4 separate regions of the Sus scrofa genome follow, and all the other regions are linked to region 3. Evidence: chromatin contacts called from public Hi-C data. All regions are on one chromosome and are shown on one strand. The core of a region is the stretch at or near the end of the contact, and the rest is flanking DNA. Distances in the headings are between cores, read along the strand shown. Region 1 overlaps SYN3 (synapsin-3). Region 2 overlaps SYN3 (synapsin-3). Region 3 overlaps SYN3 (synapsin-3). Region 4 holds the start of TIMP3 (metalloproteinase inhibitor 3).

Region 1 (2,700 bases), core at 104-2,603, 97 kb after region 3:
GATCACTAACCACAGAGTAGTCATGGGCAAGTCAGTCTCATCCCAGGACGTGTTGCCCCAACTGGGAAGCAAAGAGATTGCATAATGGCCCTTAAAAATCTATAAGTCCATGTGGCCCTGCCTGTGGTCTGGAAGGCTCATCTAGGTGGGCAGGAGAGGCTTCTTTAAATTCTGGTCCTTCCTTCCTGGGTGCAGCAGTTGGCAAGTGGCTGGATTGCTGACCTCCTTCTGAGGCTCTAGTGCAGTAGCGGACAGATGGCAGAATCTCCCAGAGGCTTATATCTCTGAAAGATCTGCTGCTTCACATCAGCTTAAAAGTATTCTGTCTTGAGAGGCTGTCTGCTCCTAAGTGGCCCTATAAGAACTCTCCTTCTTGAGTTTCGCCCACTCTAGGCTGGAGCACAGGAGCTAAGCTGCAGTCCACCATTGTCTCTGCTAGTTGGATAAACTGGGGCAAGATTCTTTACTTGTCTGAGCCTCCATTTCCTCATCTTTCAAAATAGCATGCATTCCTGCATTTAACAAATATCAGAGTTGCAAATATGATCTAAGCAGTGAGACACACAAGTAAGGACTCTGCTCTTTCAGTGCTTAAATGATGATGGCAGAGACAGAACAATAAACAAATACCCAGTAAGATGTCAGGTGCTAGAGAAAAGGAGATAGAGAATGGGGGTGGTGGGTGGAACTGTAAGATGGGGTGGGCAGGGGAAGGCCTCTCCAGGGAGGTAACATCCAAGTTGACACCTTCATGATGAGAAGGAGCCAGCCAGTGAAAATCTGGGGACAGAGTGTTCCAGGGAGAAGGGACAGCAAGTTCAAAGTCCATGAGACAGGGACAGACTTGGAGCTTAGAACATTCAAGGGACAGCCAGAAGGCCAGTATGGCCACAGCAAGGCAAGAGGAGACAGAGGCCAAATCCCACAGAGCTTTCTAGAACTCATTATGGAATTGGGAAGCCACTGGAAGGCTTTAAGTAGGGTAGTACCAAGATCTGAATGACATTTTAAAAAGGTCACTCTGGCTGCTTTTCGGAGAATGGAGTGGAGGGAGGGATGGAGTGAAAGCAAAGGAATTAATAATTGTCATCGCCCCCCCTTCCCTGCCCACCTCCCAGGGTCACTTTAGGCGCCCATGAGATTCATGCTGACACCTAGAGAAGTCCAGAGGCACGAGAGGAGGCCTGTGTCCTCACATGTTTTAAAATCTACTTTTACAAGTAGGAGCTTGCAGGTCCTGGCACCAGCTCCTTGGAACTGTGTCCCTGTATGGATTTCAAGGAAATAGGGTAGGGCAGCAGATTCTACCCTGCTTGAGCTATGCAGCTGTCCAGGCACAGATGAATTCACATATTTAAACTGGGAGCTTTGCTCTCAGCCACGCCTGACTCTGCTTTTGCTGCTGGTGCCGGACGGGGGTAAGCTAACACCCAGCAATGTAGAGAAACCGACACTCCATGCAAACTCCCTTGCCGAATTCCTGGCAGAAGCTCATCTCTCCTGGCCTCGCTTTCAGGACTGAGAAGGAAAGAGAAGGAAAGCTGGAGGTTTGTTCACTTAGGGATTTTTAATTTCAGAGTGGGCCCTTGTAAGGATCCTTGTAAGAATCATGGTCAGCAAAGCCCTGTACCCCAAGATGAGATCCCAGGGCTCAGAGCAGGAGAGCTGGAAAACATGCTGTCTGTGGAGTTCCAGCCCTTTTCCTTCTGCTGGGCTTGGAAGCCAGCGTTCTGGATTCAAACCCATCTCCACCTCTAGACGTCCTCAAGTGGAGTGAGAGGAGAGTGGAAGCAACCTCTCAGGGCTGTCACAAGGTCGAGTAGGAGAGCAGATTTGAAGAAGCCTAGCTCAGTGCCTTCACTCACTCACTCACAGGACTCTGGGTGACAAGCTTGGGCCTGGATAGTGGACACCCTGGTGCTTAGCAAATGTTTGGAGAAACTGAAGATGCACAGTAAATTGTATTCCAGCTAAAATGCACTATCTAAAATGCCAGGGAGTTCAGAGAAAAGAATAATTAAGATGACATAGTCAGAGTATAGAGTTTTTAAAAAATTACTGTTAACATCTTAAGACCTCAATTGCCTGTGATCTGTACAGTAAGGACACTGAAATTTCCCAAGGCCTCACGGCTAGAATTTGACAAAAGAGAGTAAGGTATCTGTTTTTCTGCTACAGTTCCTGGTCCATGCACTTACCTGCCAGTTTCCTGGGGCTTTATCTATGCTCTTTCTGTCTTTCTTTTTTTCTTTCTTTCTTTTTTCTTCCTTCCTTCCCTCCTTCCTTCCTTTCCTTCCTTCCTTCTTTCTTTTTGTTTTTTTAGGGCTGCATCTGAGGCATACGGAAGTTCCCAGGCTAGGGGTCGAATCGGAGCTATAGCTGCCAGCCTACAACACAGCCACAGCAACTCAGGATCCAAGCTGTGTCTGCAACCTACACCAAAGCTCACAGCGACACAGACCTTAACACACTGAGTGGGGCCAGGGATCGAACCCATGTCCTCCTGGATACTAATTGGTTTCATTACTGCTGAGCCACAATGGGAACTCCATATGCTTTTTATTTTGTTACATTATTTATTTCTTATGTAAATAGTACAACTTTACTGAAGAAAAGTTGGGGAAAAAAGAGGCAGACAAAAAAAAAACTATATGACAATTTTTTAAATAACCTAAAATAAACTCTTACCACCCAGTTATA
Region 2 (2,700 bases), core at 163-2,662, 75 kb after region 3:
GTCTGACTCTCTAGGGTAGACTCTAATCCACCAGAACAAAGCGCCCAGGGACCAGTGCCAAAACTCCTGCAGGCTCTGCGCTCTGGACACTCCTCCTTCCCTCCTACAAAGATTTTTTCGATACACCCTTTGCAAGTCAAGAGCTACAGTGTTGGATGACAAACCCACAAACCCAAGCTAACCTCCTTTTGTTCCCTTGGGGCACTAGATACAAATAGGATGGGGGGAGCCCCCACAGTGTGTAGGAATGATGAATCAGCCTGCTGCTTCACTGCTGTGTAATCTCCTTGTAGGCAAAACCTCTGGTTTGCTGCGTTCTAGCTACATGATCTTGACTATATAACCTTTCCAAGTCTCACCTGCAAAGTAGAGGCTAATTCCATAGGGTTGCAGTGACAACTAATCCATGTGTGGCTTATCAGGATGCATGGTACAATGCTCATTCACCGTGACTTATATGGAGTCTTATATTCATTATAACAATTATCTTTGTATCTGGAGCCCAAAGCTCAGTGCTAAGCACAGAGAGGATGGGGAGGAGGGAAAGAGAAAGCAGGGAGGGAGGATGATCAGATAACCTACTCCTGGATCCCATACCTTCTTGGATTAGCAGACCGGTAACCTGGAGACCGGCAGAATCCAGTGGCCTCTCTGGGTAGAAGGGTAATGACCAGTTCTGTGGGTAATCTCATATTGGGCTGTTAGCAGGGGCAGAGTTGATAAAAGATATTAGACAGTAGTTGATGATCAAAGTAAGATGGCAGGGAGTTTTGGCGGGGGGGTCATAGAAAGAACACGCAGGATTAGAAAGGAATCCTGACACTTCAGCTTGGGAAATAGAACTGCCTTTAATAAAATGTGTGACTTTGAGCAACTTATTTCCCTTTGAGCCTAGATCACAAGTAAAACAAGGGATTTTATTTTATCTAATGCCCAGCACCCTGATCCATGGACCTGAGAAACGGTGAATGGCCAGCATAAGACCAGCATTTGGAGTGGGTGTGTGTGCTCTGAAGTGGATAGGAAAGGAAGTATTATTTGGCCTCTAAACATCTCCTCAGTAGCTGTTCTTACACCCAGTGTGAGTGGAATGGGACATTCTGCCCACAGCAAGGGCCTCTGGTCAACCTGGCTTCCAGGTCCGGAAGAAGGGAAGCTAAGCAAGCTGAGGAACTCTGCCCAGCTCTTCCCCTCCCAGCTCTATGCTGGCTACCAAGCATCTCACAATGGGAAGGATTGTTCTAGAGCAGGCAGGGAATGCACCTCCTGAACCTCTGCTTTTGTTTAATCTGCTTTGGCATTTGCTCCTCAGCCGCCAGGGGTTACACAGTGGGTGTTTTGGGTTGATACTGCTCTTGTTGGTCCCCCTCCGCCCACTCTTCTTTCCCCGTGGCTGTCTGAAGACATAAGCTGGTCCCATGACCAGGCTTGGGCAGCCAAGGGCAGCTGGCCAGGGCTGACTCTGGACATTACATAACCAGAAGGCTGTGGATGTTTCCAAAATTGAATCCAAAGCAACAGGTTCCACAAACTCAGTACATCTAATCTCAGGCCTCAGGACACAGGAATAATGCATAGGAGGTCTGCCTCTGAGATGGCTGAGTACCACCTATAGGCTGTGTTATTCCTCCTCTCAATTCCATCCAGGGGGCATCAAGGCTTGTCTCCTCTGGGGAGTTTCCTCTAAGCTAGTGGAAATAAGTTTCCTCATTCCCTTATTAGATGAACAAGCATTCACCAAGTCCCTCTAGCCTGCCGGGTCCCACCCTAATTGCTAGGAATGCAAATACGAGCACTGAGTACAAGGCTGGCAGTCCACTGAGACCTGGGCACACCCCATCTTGAACCTCTGATTAGTCATGCACATGTGTCTTCTCTCCCCGCCTGAGTGTAGTTCCTAAGCATAGGAAGCACGTCTTCCTCGTGGCCTCCAGGGCTCCCGGCACAGAGTGCTGCACGTAGGGAGGCACTGACAAAGGTGGGATGTGGCCAGCTGCCAAACTGTTCAGAGCAGAGGCCCAGCTGGCTGCTGAAGCACCCAAATGAGCTCCTGCTTAGAAGTAATGCAGCTGGTGTCCCAGGGCACTTAGAATCCTGAAATGCCTGAACCAGGAGGGCTCTTAGGTATACCCAGTCCAACCCCGCACTGTTAACAGATGGTAAAACTGAGCTCAGGAAAAGGGATAATTCTAAGGCAAGTGAGCTAAGTGGAAGGAAAATAGGGAAAGAGGGCGCAGTTCCTACCTGGGTTTGAAGTTCCTGTGATCAGCACAAGGCAATGTGAAGTCTTGAGGGGTTAAACCTAAGTTGTGACCTCAGTGACTACATAAGACCAATAGGCATTGTTGAATCTCAAAAAGTCAGACCTTGGAAGAGCCCAGAGAGAGCATCTAGTCCACACACCCCACCCCCGATGTTACAGATGAGAAGACCAGGAAGAGGCAGGGCCTTGGCCAGTGTCTCAGAGTTACGAGGTAACAGGGCTATCTGCTGTCTAGTTCCAGAGCCCAGCTTCTTTACAGCTGCCTCTGAGGGACTCTGCCTGCCTTAGCTCTGGATGAAGCATCCACCACCCATCCCTTTCTGCTGCCTTGCCTACATCCTCTCACACCAGGTGTAGGACTGGGGCTGGGGCTCAGACACTGAGCAAACACACACCAGAAGTCAAATCCTACTTGCCTCCATTGGCCAAGACTCACT
Region 3 (2,700 bases), core at 193-2,692:
GAAAGAAAGAAATTTACCAGGAGTATTGCTCAAGTGTTTTTAGCACATTAAAAAAAAATGTTTCACTCTGTGAGGTGATAAGCATGTTAATTAACTTGATCATGGTTGTCATTTCATAATGTATACCTAGATCAAACCATGTACCCCTTAAATATATGACAAAATATGTTGTATGCCTTAAATCTATACAACTTTTATTTGTTAATCATACCTCACTAAAGCTGGGGTAGGGAGGAGAAGAAAAAGACAACACTTGGATTTGAGCCCGGGCCTCTGAGTCTATGCCAAGTGTATTTCCAGTGTCTTCAAACCCTGGAATGTTATTCTCTTCCTTACATTACCTCTGTCCACACCACAGCATCTGGTCCTGTTGAGCCCACCCCAAGTTGGCATGAGTGGACTCTGAGTCTGTGCAGAAAGCAGGAGGAAATAGAAATTTCTCCTGGTGCTGAGTGTGGCTCAGGTCCACTTGGGGTGCAGGATGTGTGTGTTATTCTCTCTTAGAAATCTGTCACTCAGACCTCAGATTCTACCTCTCTGAATGTCAGATTTTTCATATGTAAAAGATAATAGTATTATATTCTACATAGTTTTTATAAGGATTAAATGAGATGTTGTATGTGAAAGTTTGTTCCTTCATTCCACATATGTTTATTAAGGGCCTACTATGTTCCAGGCTCCATTCTAGATATTAAGAATTATATCAGACAAGGGTTAGGCGGAAAACAAAAATCACCCCCAAATAGTTTAGAGAGATTCTAATGAAGGAATCACTTACAGAGGCATATGTGGAGCTCAGAGAACATGAGGCATCGAATAGTAACAGCAAGAAGCGTTATCATCATTAGGAGAGGAAGGAGAATTATTAGACTAAATCTGGTAGGTTTAGGCTAGACTTGGGCAGGAGGGACATGCAGTTGAAGCAATAGTTTTAGAGGAACTTGGCTACCTCCAAAGTCATGGCGCTGAAGCCGGAAGAAGCACCACCACCTCTGCCCTCCATCTCCTGCTGGGGCCTCACTTGGCCCAGTGAGCAAGAGAGCCGATTGATGCTGTCTACAGAGGGGCTCAGAGCAGCGCAGAGAAGAATGGCGTCGGGGCGGGAGGGTCCCCAAAGAGAATAACTCTCAGGAATCACCAGTAAACAAAACAGTCCGCTTTTCTGCTCGGCCACGTTCTACTAGTGCTTTGTAAATCGCAAAGTATTGCACACGAGTTGATTAAATCATGAATAATTATAGTAATTAAGTTGATAGCACCCCTTGCTCTGGTTTCTGTCAAACACCCAAACCGAGGGTGGACTGCCAGCCAGCTCGAGGTGCTCAAGAGCAACTCAGACAATCCAGGTTCTCAGTAAAGTTGCATAATTCTATTTAGAGAGCAGAGCAGGGGCCATTCCAGGGCATGTTAAGATTCATGCCTTGTGGATGGCTGTGGCCATTCTGGGCCCAAATTCAAGCCTGGCTTCACAATGGAGCAATAAAAAAAAAAAAAAAAAAGGGCAGCCGTGTCCATACAGACAGATGGGATTCGAAATACAGGACAGGAGAAAGCAAGAATGAAAAACACCCAAGGAAGCAGACGTTAATGAGGCCCCAGCCTAATTACGCAAGCCCTGCTTTCAGTGTCCAACATTAGGCAACACTAAATTACAGGCACCCGTTCAAACCACAGCGGCTGATAATGTGTCTCTGCTCATTAGAAGGTCAGACCTCAGAGAAGGTTGAAGAGAGGGAGCCAGAAAGCAAAGTAACATAGGACCTTGCAGAAAGGCATTGAAGACTCTTAAAAACTCTACCCCCATAGCCACCCCAGGCTTTTAGTTTCCAGGGAGGATGTTTGGGGCAAGATGGAGTTGTGTGGGCCTGTCCCATAAGAGAATTTATTTTACAAAATCTTAGAGGTCCAGAGTTAGTAGAGTTCCTTAGAGTTTTCTGTGTGTCCTCTTTTTACAGATGGGCAAACTGTGGCCCAGGAGGCAGGGAGGAGGCTGACTTGTCTGAACCCTCCTAACACATTAGTTTTTGTGTCAGGATCAGCTCTCAATCCTGAGAACTCTCAAAACATCCCGTCGAAGAACATTATAAAATAATGTTTACTTCACACATAATTGTTCAAAGTCTTCCAAGCTTCCTGAACTTGGAATTTCAAATTCCAGATACTCATTCATTCGACAAATATTTATTGAGCAAGTTCAGAGTGCCAGGCACACTCCAGCAAGTCACAAAGAGCTCAGTTTCTGCTCTCCTTTCTTGGTGCCTGTGTCTGTTTGGAAAAGTGTTCCCTTCAGTTCTCCTAAGTGGTTACATACCTACTGAGCGTTTCCTACTTTCCGTTTTTTTTTTTTGTTTTTTGTTTTTTGTTTTTTTTTTTCATTTATTAAAGATGTGCCAGGGGATACAACCGTGAAAAAAATAGACAATAGCTTTTGTGGAACTGAGATTTAAGCTACAGAAAACTGACAACAAAAAAGAAAACAAATATGCGTTCTAATGGCAGATCATGAGAAAAGGTTGAAGGAAAAGGAGATGGAGAGTGACTGGTACTTGAGGTGGGTAATCAGGGAAGCCTTCTCTGAGGAGGCAACTTGAGTAGAAACCTAAATAAAGTGAGCAGAGTGAGCCCTGTGGATTTGGAGGAGGAGCTTCCCTTCTCTGTCTTTGTCTCTCTGTCTCTCTCTCTCCCTCTCTTGACTGAATG
Region 4 (2,700 bases), core at 148-2,647, 120 kb after region 3:
GTGTCCTGAAAACTCCCAAACAAGTTCTCCCAGGACACTCTCAAGGCCCTTGATAAAAACTGGTTCTACTTCTTACCGAGTCTCTAATCAAGATGCTAAGTCTGATTTGAAAGAGTCACCATGATGTGACCCCTGGCATCTTTGTTCTCTTGGTGACAAATCCGTTTTCCATTGCTGTGTCCCCCTCCCCACACACATTCAAGGAAAAAAAAAATAACCTTCCTGTGAATTCTCACAGCTATATGATAAGTGATCCCTCACACACGCCACCTTCTGCTTGCTATCAACACTCTCAAACACAGTTTCTCTGGGGAGGGTCAACCCCAAGGCTTTCTTCTCATTTTTCTCCTTAAATCTACCCAAACTGGTCAGGCCAAGAAGCTCAGTTAGCACTTGCCTAGGGAGTGTGAGGCTCGGTTGGGTCTCATTGAAAAGAATTAAATTCATGGGTGCAGGAGATGAGGCAAACTCAGAAAACTTCAAGTTTCTCCTGCAACTTTCCCTGTACAAGTCTGGCGACTTTTCTTTTTTCTTTTTTCTTTTTCTTTTCTTTTTTTTTCTTTTTTTTTTTTTTTCTTTTTTTAAAGATTCACCGTCGCAGCGTTTTAGTTGGCATTCCAAGTTTTAGAAACACTCTCCCCACCTTGCTCCCCCAGCCCATCCTCCCAAGAGAAAAAGGAAATTTTCCAGATGTCAAAAGGACTATTAGGGACCTCACGCCCTAAAAGAGCATAGTTACAAGGGGTTCACTCTGGTCCAGTGGATTTCTCTGCAGGGCATCTCCCCCCTCGGTCAAGCCAGAGCCCCCGCCGCAGGAACCTGAGTATCTCCAACCCGCCCGAGCCTAGGCAGAGAAAAGGAGAGGGGTTCGCCATGCCACCCAGAGCAACACCCAAGTCTGGCTGCAGCGCGCGAGCGAGAACCGCGGGGGCTCCTGCGGGGACACCCGGAGCGCTTACCGATGTCAGAGTTGCAGAAGGCGTCCTGGGGGTGACTGGGCGAGCATGTGCACGCCTCGGCGCCCCAGTCCCCCAGACTCCAGCTGCCCAGGAGCACGACAAGCCCGAGCCAGGGAGTCATTGCCGCTGCCGCTGCCGGGCTGCTTTCGCCTCTCCAAAGTTGCGGTACACGCCGCTGGCGGGGTCGCTGCAGCCTGAGCTCGCCCGCCCGGCCGTGTGGAGCAACTTTGGCTTCGGGTACGCCGCCCTCCGAGTGCCCAGCGGGACGGGCTGGGGTGAGGCGAGGTTGCCTCGGCGCTGGCACACGATTCGGCGAGTGGGCAGTCACTCTGGGCGAAGAAGCGGGAGCTGTAGCAAGAGCTGGAGAAGCCCGAGGAGCAGGAGGAGAAGAAGCTGTCCCAGCGCCCGCCTGCTGCCCGCTCTGCGCCGCAGCCCGGCGGCCGGGTGATATAGAGCGCGTCCCCCCGGCACGCCCCTCTCCGGAGCGCGGGGCCCGCCCCCTCCGACCAATGGCAGAGGCGCATTACCTCATCGGCCCTCCAAAAAGGGGGCGGGGCTGGGGGCTCGGGGCGACGGGGCGGGGCCGCCCCCGGACAGTTCAGATCCTTATAGGGAATAATGCTGCTATGGGCACGCGAGTGGGTGGGCTGGACGTGCCTCTGATACGCGCTTGCAGAGAGGCCGTCAGAGCGGCGCCCCCGTCCGCTTCTTGCCTGCACCCTCGCCTCTTGCCCACCCTGCCCTCTGGGAGCCTCTGACCCAAACCAGAATCAACTGCCATCCACTCCAGCACCAACCCCTCTGGCAGGTTAGAGGTGGCCCTGGCCCTGGAGATTTTGTGGCTGGTGGAAAGGATAGCTGATGGCTCTCTACCTTCTCTGGAGAGTGCAGACTCTGGGGAAAGAACTAGGTTGATGACCTATCACCACACACCCCCGCTACACCCCTTACCTCCATCCCTGACTTTCCTGCATGGAAGGGAGCCATCTGCTTTTTGGAGCTAACAGTAATAAAAGATTGTTTCCTGGGTTCAGACAGAGTAAATTGTGAAGTCATTCAACAAACATTGTTCTGGATGCTGGCATGAGCAAAAGAAACTACTCCTATGGAACTGCAGGCTATATACATCAGTAAATACATAGGGTGATTTTCTAAGGTGCCATGAAGAAAATAAAACAGAATAATGAGCTAGAAAGGACTAGGAAGGGCGCTGCTGTCTATGGGATAATAAGAAGAAGTCTGGCTGAGGAGGTGACATCCTGGCTGAGATGAGAATGAAAGCCTCAGCCATGTGGCAGTCTTGGTGGAGAGAACATCAAGTGCAAAAGCCCTGAGCTTATTTAAAAAAAAAAAAAAAAAAAAAAAAAAAAAAAAAAAACAGTTAAATAGAAAGGGCAGGAGAAAGGAGTAACCCCATCTAGGGCAGACAGGTTTCCATCCTTTAGCAAAGAATTTGGGGTGAACTGACCCCAAACTGGGATAAAAGTAGATCATGGAGAACTATTAGCTGTAATGGATAACTGCTAATAACTAATACTATGACCGTTTTTATTATTCGGTAACACATTGATCCCGCCTTATATTTTTCACACCTCACCTCATTACATCTCACAATAATCCTTTTAGATAGGAAAAGCACAAAGTATTATTCACACTTTCCAGATGAGGAAACTGGCACAGTAAAGTGACGTGACTTGGCAACCATCCAGGAACTCGATTCACCGCTGCCACCTTAAGAGGG

Evidence for each region. A called contact is a pair of places that touch in the nucleus more often than the background predicts.
Region 1: a contact with region 3 is called in a Hi-C map of skeletal muscle, with 2.1 times the contacts expected there. A contact is called at or near these places in 5 of 47 Hi-C or Micro-C datasets (liver, psoas muscle and skeletal muscle) and 1 of 2 datasets of targeted methods (skeletal muscle).
Region 2: a Hi-C map of skeletal muscle shows a contact between it and region 3, with 1.9 times the contacts expected there. A contact is called at or near these places in 5 of 47 Hi-C or Micro-C datasets (brain, heart right ventricle, liver and 1 more) and 1 of 2 datasets of targeted methods (skeletal muscle).
Region 4: a Hi-C map of skeletal muscle shows a contact between it and region 3, with 4 times the contacts expected there. A contact is called at or near these places in 3 of 5 promoter capture datasets (fetal liver and liver), 8 of 47 Hi-C or Micro-C datasets (embryonic fibroblasts, epiblast stem cells, fetal liver and 4 more) and 1 of 2 datasets of targeted methods (skeletal muscle).

Annotation. Positions count from the first base shown.
Region 1 is chr5:12,217,883-12,220,582 of Sscrofa11.1, forward strand. All of the region lies in intron 6 of SYN3 (synapsin-3), which reads left to right. All of the region lies in intron 1 of TIMP3 (metalloproteinase inhibitor 3), which reads right to left. Among named protein-coding and RNA genes, the nearest start is that of TIMP3, 23 kb to the right of the region's middle.
Region 2 is chr5:12,195,884-12,198,583 of Sscrofa11.1, forward strand. All of the region lies in intron 6 of SYN3 (synapsin-3), which reads left to right. All of the region lies in intron 2 of TIMP3 (metalloproteinase inhibitor 3), which reads right to left. Among named protein-coding and RNA genes, the nearest start is that of TIMP3, 45 kb to the right of the region's middle.
Region 3 is chr5:12,121,114-12,123,813 of Sscrofa11.1, forward strand. All of the region lies in intron 4 of SYN3 (synapsin-3), which reads left to right. Among named protein-coding and RNA genes, the nearest start is that of MIR9790, 94 kb to the left of the region's middle.
Region 4 is chr5:12,241,202-12,243,901 of Sscrofa11.1, forward strand. It overlaps TIMP3 (metalloproteinase inhibitor 3), which reads right to left and starts at 1,398. Exons shown (of 5, transcript XM_003126073.6): 1 at 960-1,398. The coding sequence starts at 1,080. The region is part of intron 6 of SYN3 (synapsin-3); the gene reads left to right.